Linked DNA regions of Anas platyrhynchos: region 1 is linked to region 2. Evidence: chromatin contacts called from public Hi-C data. All regions are on one chromosome and are shown on one strand. The core of a region is the stretch at or near the end of the contact, and the rest is flanking DNA. Distances in the headings are between cores, read along the strand shown.

Region 1 (6,850 bases), core at 1,873-4,372, 110 kb after region 2:
ACATTGTCTCCAACTATAGTATCAGTGATGTAACCGTCACCCGAGATGTTTGGGTTGTTGGCTGCTTGTTTGTTTTTTTTTTTTCCTCCTTTGTCTACACAGAACCTTTGGAACCTATAAAAGTGGAGGAGATTTAGGGTAAAGTGCAAACAACTCCCAAGAAAAGTTATGAATGGAAACGCGCTGCACAGAGCCCTCTCCTTTCAGCTCCCCGTAACCACTGCCATCAGTACAAATCCTAGGTTATGCCGAAACTCATCTATTATCTTCTGTGGGTTTCTTAAAATATTCTAAAAACAGAGTTCTGTACCGCACGGTGACTGCGCTTCTCAGACAGCTCCAAATACTGTGTGTATACATACATACACACACAGCAACTCGCTTCTTTCCTGAAGCAAAGTTTTCATTGATCCTTTGCCACAGCCTCAATTATTGTTTCTAATCATTATCAGCGTTTAAGGTATTGTGGGCTGTAAACAATGCAAACAATAACGGCATCTGTCCCTGTTATGAGTGCCACCGGCAGGTTAGATACCTACATCGACTGGTCCTGAGGGGGTTCTTTTTCAATTCTCCGAGCCCAAACTAAGTTTAACTTACAATTTACAGAGTAATCTTTAAATCTGCCACCTTTTGAGGTAGTATTATCTTGAGTAGATAAAATCGTGAGTCTGTCAATTAAACCCCAGGGAATTTTTCATTGTTTTAAGCTGTAATCCGAAAGTCACTTAATTCTCTAAAGCTTTTTTTTTTTTTAAATAAAAAAAAAATCAGAAATTCGGTAACATTCCTGGTCATCTTCACACTTGCGGGGAAAAAAATATACTCGTCATTTGCAAATTAGACATATGTAAAAAAAGAAAATAGAAGAAACGGAGGCATTTTCCTAAGACGTTGTAAAAGTAAAGATAGAAATAAAAAAGGTCCTTGACTCGGGGATATTTAGGGGATTTCAAGTCATGTTTTCCATAATCTCATTTAAAAAATAAGCGTCCTTTTTCTCTCTCCTCCCCCCAACTCGGCGGAAAACAGCCACCAAACGCACTCAACTAGCCTCAAAGTCACACGTGCTCCATTGCAGATCTTGCTTTCAATGTGTCTTTTGTTTGATGGCTGGTGTTTCAACATCCTCAACTTGAACAGAAAAAGGTCAGAGCAAGTCTCCTGGCATTCACAAACCTGAATCGGGCCCCGCCAAGAGAAGATTGATGCCACAGTAAATTTCCCTCTATCGAGAGAAGGAAGTGGAAGTTTGAATCGCAGACCAACTACGTTTGTTCGCCAGACCCTCGTTCTCCCAGAGACCGTCAGCGGAGCGTAATTTTGCTCGACTCCTTTGTGAAACTTTCCTGCTGCTGCTGGCAGCGCTCTCGGAGCCCTGCCACCGTGCCCCCGCTGCAGCGGCACGGCGCCTGCAGCCCGCAGAGCTGCGAGCCCGGCATCCCGGCCCCGGGCCCTTTCTTCTCCCCGTCCTGCCCTCGCCTGGCTCCCGTTTGGTCGCGCTGCCCCAGCCGAGCAGAGGCTGCCCCAGGTCGGCCGCTGCCCAAGGCCAAGGTCCACCCGGCAGCCCCGGGGGAGCTGCTGCTGCTGGGGATTCCTTAAAAGCTCTGGCACTTGAAGGCGCTTGGAGCTGCTCAAGCAGAGCTGGGAGCCAGAGCCCTGCCACAGCATTAATGGGCTTTTGCCCTTTTAAATTTTATAAGCCTGTCGCCTTTCTGATGCGCGGAGTTGTATTCAGAGCCCTAAATGGCCACTGCGCCTGTGAAAGCCAGCCCGCAGAGGTAGCACCCTAAAACCACCGCGGGTCATTCATCTCCCCCGCTCTCCCACTGTCTCTTAGGAAACCTTTGATAGAGCATTTGTTCAGCCTGCCAAGTTAAATCCTCTTCTCCCGTCTCAACGCATTGAAAAACGCACTCGCGACACCCGCTCCGCTCCGGCCTGCGGACCCCGGCCGCCAACCCCCGGCCCCCCCCGGCCCCGCCGCGCCGCCCGCAGCCCCGCTCGGAGCCTGCCCCTCGCTTTACCCCCGCCGGGTGTGGGGGGGGGGGCAAAACCCCCCGAGCCTCCCCCAAGCCCCCCCCGGCGCCGCGGGAGCCGACCCCCGGCGGGGCGCGGCGCAAAGTTTGCAGCCCCCGGCGCGGCTTCGCAGCGGCCCCGCCGCCCCCCCCCCACCCCCCCGCTGCCGGCCGCAGCCCGGCGGCCCCGCGCCGTGTTTACATTCCCGGAGCGGCTCCGCCGCCGCTCCCCTCGCTTTGTGCGGCGGCCGGGCCGGGCCGAGCAGAGCCCAGCCGAGCCGAGCCGGGCCCCCCCGGACAGATGCACCGGGGGCAGGGCAAGGCCAGCGGGGGGGGGGGGGGGGGGGGTGACCGCCGGCGGCTCCTTCCTGCCGCCCGCCGGGGAGGCCCCGCTCCCGAGCCGGCCGCCAGCAGCTCGCCCCCGGGGCTCGCCCCCCCGGCCCCGGCCCCCTTTGTTTTGCCGGCCCCCGCCGCCAACTTCGCCCCGGGCCGGGCCGGGCCCCCCAGGGGCGCTCCCCGCGCTCCCCCCCCCCCATTGTCCGCGCCCCCTGCCCGGGGGGCTGCGAGCGGCGCCCCCCAACTTACCCGGCTGGGCTCGGCACCAGGCAGCGTCCTCGCTCCCCCAGCGCTCCGCGGCTCTAGCGGGGTATTCCGCCAGGCAGATTGTTTTATTCCCCCTCTCGCCCGGCTCCCCCCGCCCCCCCACCCCGGTCCTTTTTTTCTCTCCCCTCTCTCTCTGCTCTCCTCTCTCTCCCCGTCCCCTCTCCCCCCTCTCCTCGCCCACGGCAGCGAGCGGCAGCGCGGTGCCGGCGGTGAGTAAGTGAATCAACTCGCAGGGCGCACGGCAAGTTGGAGTGTCGGGTTACACGGGCTGCTCCGTGCCGCCGGGCCACGCTCGGTGGCTGCTGGCAAAATCTGTCCCAGATTCCTATCGGAAAGGGAGCTGCCTCCTGCGGGGATGGTCCCCCCCCCGGCACACTCACACACACACACACACACACACACACACACACGCTCACGCCGCCCCAAGTTCGGGGCTGGGAGGCGAGTTAAAACATCGCCAATGTCGGGCTGACGGCGGGGAGGCGCGGCGGAGGCTGCCTGGATTGCACGCACAAGAAAAAAAAAAAAAAAAAGGAGAGAGAAAACCCTTCCACTGCGCGAACCCCAGGCAGGAGAACACCCCCCCCCCCTCCCCGCACCTCCTCCTCCTCCTCCCCCCGCCTGCCACGGGGGAAAGCCGCCCGGGAGCCCGCCCGCCGCCGAGCATGCGGTGCCTCCGCTGCGCGGTACCGATCGCTGTTTATTGGCTTCGTGGCTTGTGTTTGTGCACGGCCATGGGGACAAGCTGCCGGGCGGGCAGGGGGCAGCTGCTCCCCGGCTCCCTGACACCCCACGGGGCCCCCCCCGGGTAGGGGCGGCTCGGGAGCCCCCCGCCCGCAGCCGCCCTGCTCCCCGGTGCCCCCGGACAATCAGCGCTTTACGAGGCGCTGCTAATGAGGCGAGCCGCCCCCAGACCCCCCCAATTCCCCCCCACACCCCGCAGCCCCGCCCCGTGCCCGCCCCCCTGCTCGCAGCCCCGGGGGGGGGCACACAGCGGGGAGGGCAGCACCGCCCCCCCCCCCCGATCCCCGGCGCCCGCCCCCCGCCCCCGGGGCGGCTGCCCCGCCGCTCCGCTCCGCTCCACCCCGCGCGGCTCCGGCTCCGCTTTTTGCGTGCGGCCGCGGCGCCGGCCGGGGAGCGCCGAATAACAAAGGCGAGCTGGAGAGCGGCCGCCGCGCGGCCTGCCAGTGACGTCAGCGAACAATGCCGCTGCCTGCCAGCCGGCCGCGCGCGCCCCCGCGCCGAGCGCGCCCCCGCCGCCGCCGCTCCCCCCCTCCCCTCCCCTCCCCTGCCGGCCCCTTAAAGGCGCCGCGCCGAGCAGGCGGTGCCTGAAAGCAGCGGGGCAGCGCTCAGACCGCGCTCACTGGGGGCTGGCCGCCTCCACAGGGGCTCCAGGGGCAGGCGGGGAGCAGCAGCAGCAGCGATGGCAGCGGCTGAGGAGACGCAGCCCGGCTCCTACGGGGAGTTCCGCCTCAAACTCCTGCTGTGCTCGCCCTGCCTGCGCCGAGCCGTCACTGCTGCCAGGCTGGTGCCAAGGGCTGCATGGGGCCAGGGTCTGAGCACCCAGCCCCTCACCCTGCACAGAGACCCGGGGAGCTGAGAGGGGCACAAGCACCGGGCAGCCGGCACCCATGGCACCCTCTGCCAAGGATCGGGGCTCTGGCTTACAGCACCGTTACACCCTTCTAGCTTCAGCAGGGCGACTTGAGTCGTTTGGCAAGGAGAATAAAGCCTTTAAAAACATGATGTGGCGAGGTAGCACTGAGATCCAGGATGCACGCCTTCAAGAGTCAAGGATACAGCTCAAAAAAACAAAACCGAGCTGAAAGAATAGGAAGAGAAGGCATGGCATGTGATTGTAACGTACTGAGAAGGAACTTAACATATGTGAGCTGAGGAAACGCAGCATTGTAAGCGTGCTATTTATGTAGTGCCCACAGTGCGCTTCTACAGGGACATAAACACTCATCGCCCCACTGCACGCTGATCTGTCCTACACCAGGAGACAGCGCCCTGTCAGAGCCAAACAAACATAAATTCGAGAACCAAGCACATCTCAACTTTGAGAAATCTCAAACTGGAATTGGATCTGGAATAAAGTCACTCAACTAGTCTAAGCCTTTCTCCTAAAGCTCCAGATCTTCCTGCAGCTGAGATTGATAGATAGGGGATTCAGTCACTCCTGCTGTTAAACTTACTTTTTTCCCCTAGCTACACCATACAGTTTCAGGATTAGAAACCTGAAGGAAACAATACATTCCCCAGCATTTTAACTTGGACAAGGTTTTCAAGCAGAAAATAATTATCAAAGCTGGAAGATAGCCAGCATGCTATGTGCAACACCACACTCTTACAAAAGAGTACCCAAGGATTCTGAATGACCACAATTTCTTTATCTGCTCCAAATAATGCAGTCGAGTAACCCTATGTAAAACCAAACAGGCACATAACTACCCCAAAATCATTTCACTTAGTATGTTAGCAGAGCTGTCCACAAGGCAGATTCTCATTTCATAGAGGGAAGAAACATCACTGCCTTTCTATCATTTGACTACCTAATACCAGATTTTGACAGTAAGCAGGTCTTCTTGGAGCCTGACTGAATTTTAATTGTGAACGATAATGAGATTTAAAGAGCGACAAATGCAGCCATTTGTAGAGCACGAATACTGAAGTCTGAGACCTACTTCTGTCTCTCCCCTGTGCTTCAGCTCTTCCCCATCAGGCAGGGAAGGCGACTAACACCACTAGCACCAATTGGACAACATCGAGGTTGAACCCTGGCCTGAGTTTGTGTGAAAGGTTTTAGTCTGAACTAGCCAGCCTGACAACATGAAAGGAAAGCAATGACTAAAATGTTATTGTAAGGATAAGGAGAGCAAGGACTGCTCCAAACCAGAGAGAGCTTGCCAGAACATCATAATGCCTTCTAACACAGCTAATCATGCTAAGTAAAATGTAGCCTGAAACACACTCAGGACTAGATTCTCAATGGATCCTTTTATTTAGAGTTGGTTAGAAAAAAAAATTACACCACATCCTATTTTGTGCCACAAGAGATTGTTAATACAGTTTGTGAAAAAAAATGAATTCATAAAATATGAATAAATAACGATAAGTTGTTTACAGTAGTAAACATTCTGGGGCATGGGATTTTATTCAGTAATTGCCATGTTGGTCATAAAACATGCCCGAGAGCCCAGAGTACTACTTTATTGCATTTTACAGCAACAATTTGCCTCTTGATTTTTCCCTCCTTTAACAGACACTGTGGTCTTCTGCTTTAAGGAGAGGTAAAACAACAAACAAAACAAAAACAAGCTTTTCTGTGACCATACACTCCACAGGCCTGTGTATAAAGAGCATAAAAGACCATCAAGGCTTGAACTGTGTTCAGTGAAGTGCATGAAACAAACAGACTGTTTTCCTCACTGTTTGGGGGACTACACAAGGGAGAAGGAGCAGAGAGGAGTTTCCTTGTAAGGCTCTTCCTCGGAGGTACGACAGGCAACTAATTCCTTACAGCTGAAGAGCAGAATAAATGCAAAAACTGGAGACAACAGGAAGAGGTGCGGTCCCTAATGCATCACTTACTGTTTCATTGTCCATGAGCCAACAGAAGGAGGAGAAATTCACGGAGAACTACTGAGTTAGCCGACTTCCTAACGCTCTGTATTTCTACATGAAGTAATTTCTATGAGAGAGGAAGCAAATGTTGTACAAGAGATCATTTGTGGGCTGGAACATTTCTTCTTTCCAAGATTAATTAAGATAAATAATTCATTTAGAAACACCTGTAGTAGACATTCAGCTCGACACAGCAACCGCAAGGACTCCCTCTTTATGCAGCTAATTCTAACTCCAAGGAAAGTGCAGCTGCGATAGAAATTGGGGGATTCCGCTCAGGTGAACCACAGATGTGAGGGAAGGTACAGATACTGATGCAGCACAGTTACCTCACACTCGGGATTATGAACCCACAGGTAATCAAGAATTGATGGTGTTACACTACCAGCAGAAGCTACTGCATCCTGGAAGCATCTATCGTGTTTTCATCTCACATGAACTCCAATTTGGACAGCTGATTGACCTACTTCCAGCGCGTCACTGCTCCCAGCATGTCAGCCCCTGTCCCCAGACAAGCACAGCGGCTTCAAACAAGGGAGAGAAAAAGGAGGATCAAGCTACAGATGTTGCTCACGCACACAATCAGCACAACCCTCCCCCAC
Region 2 (6,872 bases), core at 1,549-4,048:
TGGAAAAAGACTGAAGGCCCCCAAGTATTTCTTACTGCCGGCTGGTCCGTAAAGCCTTCTTACCTGAGTATTCCCCACCGGCCTTTCTTCCTCTCAGTAGCTGGGGCACGTTTCCTCAATGCCCTCACATAACAAGATCCAGTTTCCTGCAATAAAAGCACAGGCACATCATACTTCCGTTCTCCTGAGTGACACGGTAGCATTTGAAAAAGCTCGCTGCGCAGATCTGAGATAAATGAAGGACATTTAGGAGTCCCAGGAACAAGTCTGGAGCACCAGATCTGAGACTTGGTCCACAATTCCAGCTACCCCCAACTCTGGAGAATCACTTCAGCAGTTTAAGCCTTACAGGTTTTCTTGTCCATAAAAAAGAGATGAGGAAAAGATAGCAGGATTCTGTTGAGGTTTAAACCAAAGTTTACCAACAGTAAATGGTCTTTTTTTTTTTTCCCTCCAGTTAAAAGTCATCTTGAAGTCTCTTCCGTTCTCTTTATACAGGCACTCACCGACTGCTACAGGCTAAGTGCCATTAAAAAAATAAACAACCCCCCTAACTCTGCTTAAATGGATACACCAAAATACCTCAAAAACACCATCCTGACTGTAGCAAAACAAAGCAAGCTTATGAATTACATTGGCACAGCACCGCAACTTCTAGGAAATGCTTTTTAATTATAAAGAAATACTGTAAAGGGAGACTGCAGAATGTTTACGGGCACTGTGTATTTTGTTACATGCTGTTTCAGCAGTCAGACAAGGTGTCCTTACAGGCTGACGCTGCCAGGCTCTAGAACTCAGCACATACTGAAGAAAGGAACACGATGAGTACATTTTGCTTCTCTTTTGACTAAATTCCAAGTAACTTCCACGCAAGAGAATTTTTCACTGAACAGGAAAAAACAAGTCTGGTGGAAAAAAATAACGTGCAACTCATGGCCAGTGCAGAACCTCCACAATGACCAGCAATGGAAGCAGGCACTTGGATAACCTCATGTGATGCAAAAGTCACAGGTGACCAACAACAAAGCAGAAAAACTTTGAGTTTTTCACAGAACTTGTTACTTGCAGCAACATTTGTTACGCAATCTTATTTACCCTCCTCACTGACAATTCACAATGAATAAAAACATGTCTGAAAAACATATGCTAGAAACAGTCATCCCATCACTGGTATGTATAGTGCCACCAAGGGACAATCTGCTTCAGATGGGAACTCTGCTGTTCTCGGCCCGCAACAAATGGCAATTCTAGAAAAGTTACACATTGACAGGCACCCTGGGTGAATGATTGGCTTTTAAGGCCTCATTGAACTGTGACTGTTTTCCCCCAGAACATATTTATTCTCATCCAGAAGTTTTCCCCAGTGCTTTTGTTCTGCTTATACAAGCCAGGGGAAACATGCTAATTGATTCAGATTTAGTACGTGTTAACATGACTTTCTCAACTAACGCAGACTAGGTCTTTAATTAAGTCTGAATTAATTATTTATCTAACTTCGTTCCTCCCGCCAAAGGATCAACTTTTGTTCCACCCACCCCAGGAGCTGGGTACTATCCCAGGCTCTGCCGGTGCGACGGGACAGGACCTCAGCAAGTCGGGCTGCGGCGTTTGCTTGGCAGCTTCAACTCTGCCTCTCACTTCTCCCTCCTGGACGCTCGCTTCCAAGCCTGCAGTTGTGCAGCTGCACGGTTAGCTGGATCAGGGAGCTCATTTCCTTCAGCATGCTGTCTCATAAACAGCTGTGCCAACTCAGCGCAGGGAGCGGGCACGAGGGCAGGAGTGCTCAGCCGTGATGGCAGAGGGTAGATCAGAGGCTGCTTAAACCAGCTTAAACTGCACTGCTGTGAAATGGGAAGCCAACGCTTCGCTCCACTCTTTTGTGCATTAGTTCCTCCATCTGCAGAACTGGCACCACAATTCCTGTTTTGTTTTATAAAGCACCTCTGAAAAGGGCCATCCCATTAACATTTCGGTGAATTCACATCACAGACCACCCACTCCTTTTGCAAATCAGGTCCAAGCTTCCCTGGCATGGTCCCCACCAGCATCTGCTCCATGCTTTCACCCCGCAACCTGCTCAGAGGCCAGACCATCACCCCTGCCTGTTCCTGGGCCCTCGTGCCAGCCCCCAACCCTGCCAGCATGCTGGGCAGGGGTTTGCTCTCAACTGCATTCAGCCTATGGAAAAAAAAAAAAAAAAAAAAAACATGCAGCTTTTTTGAATGCCTGATCAGTTCTCTCAGACTATTTCTAGGAAGATCCTCAAGCCAGTCACACTGGCACAGTTTGGGGGTAGGGGGCTATGCCTTGAAAATGAGAATAGATGGGTGGGGGAAGAGGAGACAACTGGAAACACCGTAAAACCAGCATCAACAACCTTGCCTGGTGTCAAACCACAGCCTCGCTGCGGTGCAGTGCACTGCCTCAATTTCTCATCGATCCCCAGTTCGCATCCTGTAATACAGCTGACTGAGAGGGCTCGGGGAAGAGCCAAGAGCTTCATGAAAGCATCCACCAAACAGCACAGGATGGTGAAGCTGCCGGGATGAGAGCTGGGGAACAGAGGGGAGCCCGCAGCTCCAGGCACAGCCAGCAATTCCTGCGCGTATGGATCCAGCAGAGGGAGCACAAAAACAGGAGGTTTATTTCTTGGCCAAATGTTTTGGCTATGAAACACTGGATGTTTGAAATCCCAGGCACTTTGTATTAGATTATTTCTATAGTAATGCATGTGTGGTGCATTACAAACGCATAATAGACAAAACCCTTGCTCTGAGTAGATTACACTGTAAAAATCAATACAGCGAAAGAGACAAGCAGCACACGCAGCACGGGCTGTGGAGGCTGAGAGCAGGAGGGAGAGGCAGCACAGCAGGGCTGCCAGCCCTGGCGATTTGATCATGTCTCCTGCAATAACAGGAATTTTTCCTACAGCCAGCTCTCCGATGTCCCACCATCACACGGAAACCTCAGCTTTCAGCTTCTCTTTGTTTTGCTGTTGTTGCTTGTTCGTTTTGAAGGTGCTATTTCTAGGCTTCCAAGGGGAAAACCAAAGCTGCAGAGGTCATCAGGCATGCCCTAAAGCCTCAAAAACTCCCTCTCCCCTCCCTGCCTGGCCTCCTCCACTGCCCCAGCCCCGGGCTGTCCTTGCTCCCCGTGGGGTGGCCACGGCCTCTCAGGGCTCCTGCGGCCCCTGCCACCACTGCCAACTGAGGTCCAACGTACTGCACTGTTTCAGTGTTTTGCTTTTAAGACCAAGGCCTTGGTTCTTGGTGTTTTTGCAGAGGTGGAGGAATGGAAAAGGTTGGCATATATGCAGGACACAGCCAAAGCACAGCACATAGCTTTATGATTAAAGCATGAGAGAAGCAGTGAAAGGGGACTGGAAGAAGGCCAACAAGGAGGCGATGCAGCCCATCTTCAGGCCTCCAAAGGCCCAGCTGCACCACCACCCTTCCCCCTGCCATCTCACCGTGCCCTGGTCCCACCAAGTCACCCCTTCACCAACAGATCTACCTGGGGCCCCCAATGCCTCCTCAGCCCCTGGGGACCTTGCTGCTAGCCTCAGTGCTCAGCCTCGGCTGGGTTCAAGCAATAGCGAGGAACTCTAATCCAAAGGACAACCCAGAGTAAAACCTGCAGTTGTCATACACAAAATGCAACTTGAGCTCTACATACCCAAACAAAAATAAAGAGAGCAAACAAAACATGCACACAGAAATACCTAGAAGACAGAAATACTGCCAAGACAGACAATTAAGTGTGCTGTACAATCCTATTATGGAAACACATTAGGCAGGTGCACTTCAGGGTTTTTTCCTCTTTTCATGAATTATTCCTGAGTTCTAGCATTATCCTCCTTAAGCTGCAGTATGTTCAAGCTTGGAATTCCTGTACAACCGCGGTGAAACAGTGTGTGGGCAACCCCAGCTCTCACGTATCCCGGGCTGCAACTGGGTCAGAAGTGAAGAACACAATGTGCTGCGCTTCCTACATAGCTCACTGGTCAGCAAGAGAACTTCTGCCACACGGAAAACACACGAACTTCTAGACATGTTTAAATATTAAATGCTGTCCTCATCAGTTAGTGTAGCCCTTGATCAGCTCAGGAGTTTTTAGAAACTTGGGTGTGTGTATGGCTGATGAGCATCTGATGCTGTCTTCTGCTAAAACATCTGCTAGCTCTGTATGAAGGAGAGGCATAAAGTGTTGCTCAAGTAAGCAATACACACTAGGTGCTTTCTGGGAGAAAAAGAGAGACTAAGCTCACAGCATCGCAGAAATGTAAACCAAGATCACCTTGCCCTGCCAAGGGTGTTGTGCTCCCTTCCCGGGCAGCAACAGGGCAAGGAAGGGGATCAGAGGTGGGAGGAAAAGATGTGGAGGGGCAGAAGTGATGAGGGTGTCAGAGGGATGGTGGCTTCAGAATGACAACTGTCAACTTTGCCTAGGCTTGGCCCCCTCTAATCCTCAGCAAAACAGAACCCAAAAAGCACACCAACCCATCCCACCAACACACAGCGTCTGCTGGCTACAGCACGGATGTAAACCGAAGGGCAGAAATCTGCCTCCAAAGCGGGGCAGAAGAAGGCAGCCACACTGCCCCTGAGTGTCCCCATCTCCCCTGTGTCAGTGGGTCACCGGCAGACAGGCCGTGGGGCCGCAGAGAGTGCTTTGCTCCAGGCTGCCAGGCTCTGACATGGTGCCCAGCTCGCGGCTGCCATGCGTGGCGCCCTGTTACCACTGGCAGGCCTCCGGGGAGGCAGGCGGCCTGCTATGGGGCAGAGCGGAAAAGCAATGAGAACTTGCAGTTTTGCTTGTTTTTTCCTATTTTCCACTGGGGCAAAAGCAAAAGGTTTGTTTACTCAGTCACCACTTCCTTGAGTTTTTTTCCTCTGTGTGGTTTTTGTTTTTTAATATACCTTTAATTCAGTTTAATGATTCCTTTAAAGCAGAAGTGGAATCAATCTCAAAATTACATTAGACATTATTTGAAATGCACAAAATAACGAGCACACCTTTTTTCAGATGCAGCTTGTGACTTCCTCACTTTGAGACATAAGGGGATTTTAGGGCTGTGTCACACTCCTTGAGCATAAGACCTGATGGCAGCAATAAGCAGTGCTACGATCTTCAGTTTACAGCACCAACAGCAAAACCCTTTGCCTCTCCTGGCTTGCTCCACTACAACCCCATTTCTTGGACAACAACTTTCCCGAACCCCTTCCCTTTCCCCTGCCACATGTGAGGCCCAGCTTGGTCCAGCACACCCGAAGCCACCGGGCTGCCACCACTGTGGCCCCGGCAGCCCCCCGGTGCTGTGGCCTGAGGCGCAGCAGGGACAAGAGGTGCTGTGACCTCTCTGCGTGGGGCTGTCAGACATGAGCTCCTGCCTGCCCGGCCGGGCTGCTCCTGCTGTGGCCAGAAGCAGCCAAGGACAGCCCAGGGGCAGCCAAGTCCAGCACAACCCCAGCGTGTGGCTCGCCACCATTTCCCAAGTGACCGTCCCCACCTGAGCTGCAGCCGGCAGCAGCGTGCTGGGCTGCGTGTTTGTGAGAGAGGAGCGCGCTGCCAGCTCGCTAGCGTAAGATAATGAGCACTATTAACCTTGGCTTGCGCCGAGCCATTGTTCTGGAGGTTGGACACCTCTTGAAAAATCCCATTATTACAGACCATTTGCCATCTATTTCCATAGCAACTTTTTTTAGTTTATTTTGTTCTGTTTTAGAAAAAAAATTCCCCTTCCCTTTCCCTTCTATCCTATTGTACTTACACAGCCTCAAACAATAACCCACTCGAGCGCGGCCATGGAAGTGGTTTGAAGGAACAAAGGCTGCTGCTGGCATAACCAGTGCAGCCGACTCCCTGTGTACAGCTGCCTGCATGCCCTGCGCAGCTCCGCGCGGCACAGAAGCTGCCGATCCCCTGTACTTCTGCTGCGTGCTGGATACAAAATAAGCTGTGCGCAGGAGGAGCCAATAAAATCATATTGAAGCATCGACTGATGGTGCAGGTGAGTCACAAGCGAGTTCTGCAGCTAGTCCTGCTAAAAGAAGGGCTGCGAGGAGGCTGGGTGACCTGGAAAGAAAGCGGTGTGCACGATCAGGACGAATGCGAACCTCACCGGAGGGAGGAGGCGCAGCAGCAGGAGAGCGTCGCAGGCTCCGCACAAGGAGATTATTGCCACATCTAGCAGTTAGCACCCACCCAAGTAGTGTGCCATCAACTTAATTCTCAAACAAGACTAACAGAGCAGCGAGACAGGATTAGACATGCTTGTTTTTAACCATTGACTTCTCTCTCTGGTGGAATACTATCAGCGCACCGTTGGCATCAAAATGCCTACCCTTCGGAACGAGCAGAGTGCGTTTTTAATTTTACATGTAGCAGTTAGGTCATATGGGGTTATTTATTTTTTAATTTAAACCGGTAAAACATATTTAATCTGTTTTGAGAAAAGAACAAATTGATTTAGCAAGCAGTTCAAGCCTTTCCCTGGAGACAGTCAACCATACTCAGCAATCTGGATATAGGTTGAGACTTCACTAAAGTCATTTTAATTGTAGGTCATAAGAAATGTCAAGATATGAAGCACCAAGGAATACTAAAAATTAAGCCATCATTGAGACTAACAAATGTCTTAGATTTGGCAGTAGAGTATTCCTTTAAATCTTTATGGCATTCCTACTTACGTACGGTAGCAGAGCAAACTGGTTAGGGCTGCATGTAATACATGCACATTTTTTTTGCTGGTGGAAAAAAAAAAAACTATACTAAGGGAAAACACTGAGGTGAAAGAAACTTAAAACACTACTCGTGTGTGTGTGTTACCTTTTCCACTTCATTTCATTACACTAAACATCTTGTTTATA

Evidence for each region. Hi-C and Micro-C count contacts between places; a contact is called where the count stands out from the background.
Region 1: a contact with region 2 is called in a Hi-C map of subcutaneous adipose tissue, with 3 times the contacts expected there. The contact joins the promoter of ZMIZ1 here to the enhancer-like site in region 2. A contact is called at or near these places in 6 of 8 Hi-C or Micro-C datasets (F5 follicle, liver, skeletal muscle and 2 more).

What each region holds. Positions count from the first base shown.
Region 1 is chr6:16,190,744-16,197,593 of IASCAAS_PekinDuck_T2T, forward strand. ZMIZ1 (zinc finger MIZ-type containing 1) reads right to left here and starts at 3,123. Exons shown (of 22, transcript XM_072039497.1): 1 at 2,604-3,123.
Region 2 is chr6:16,077,368-16,084,239 of IASCAAS_PekinDuck_T2T, forward strand. ZMIZ1 (zinc finger MIZ-type containing 1) reads right to left here. Exons shown (of 22, transcript XM_072039497.1): 3 at 64-146. Among named protein-coding and RNA genes, the nearest start is that of ZMIZ1, 110 kb to the right of the region's middle. Within about 2 kb of position 2,799, at least 5 of the 8 cell types and tissues checked have an H3K27ac peak or open chromatin away from gene starts, as enhancers often do. A contact at or near this core is called in F5 follicle, small yellow follicle and subcutaneous adipose tissue, where this site is marked.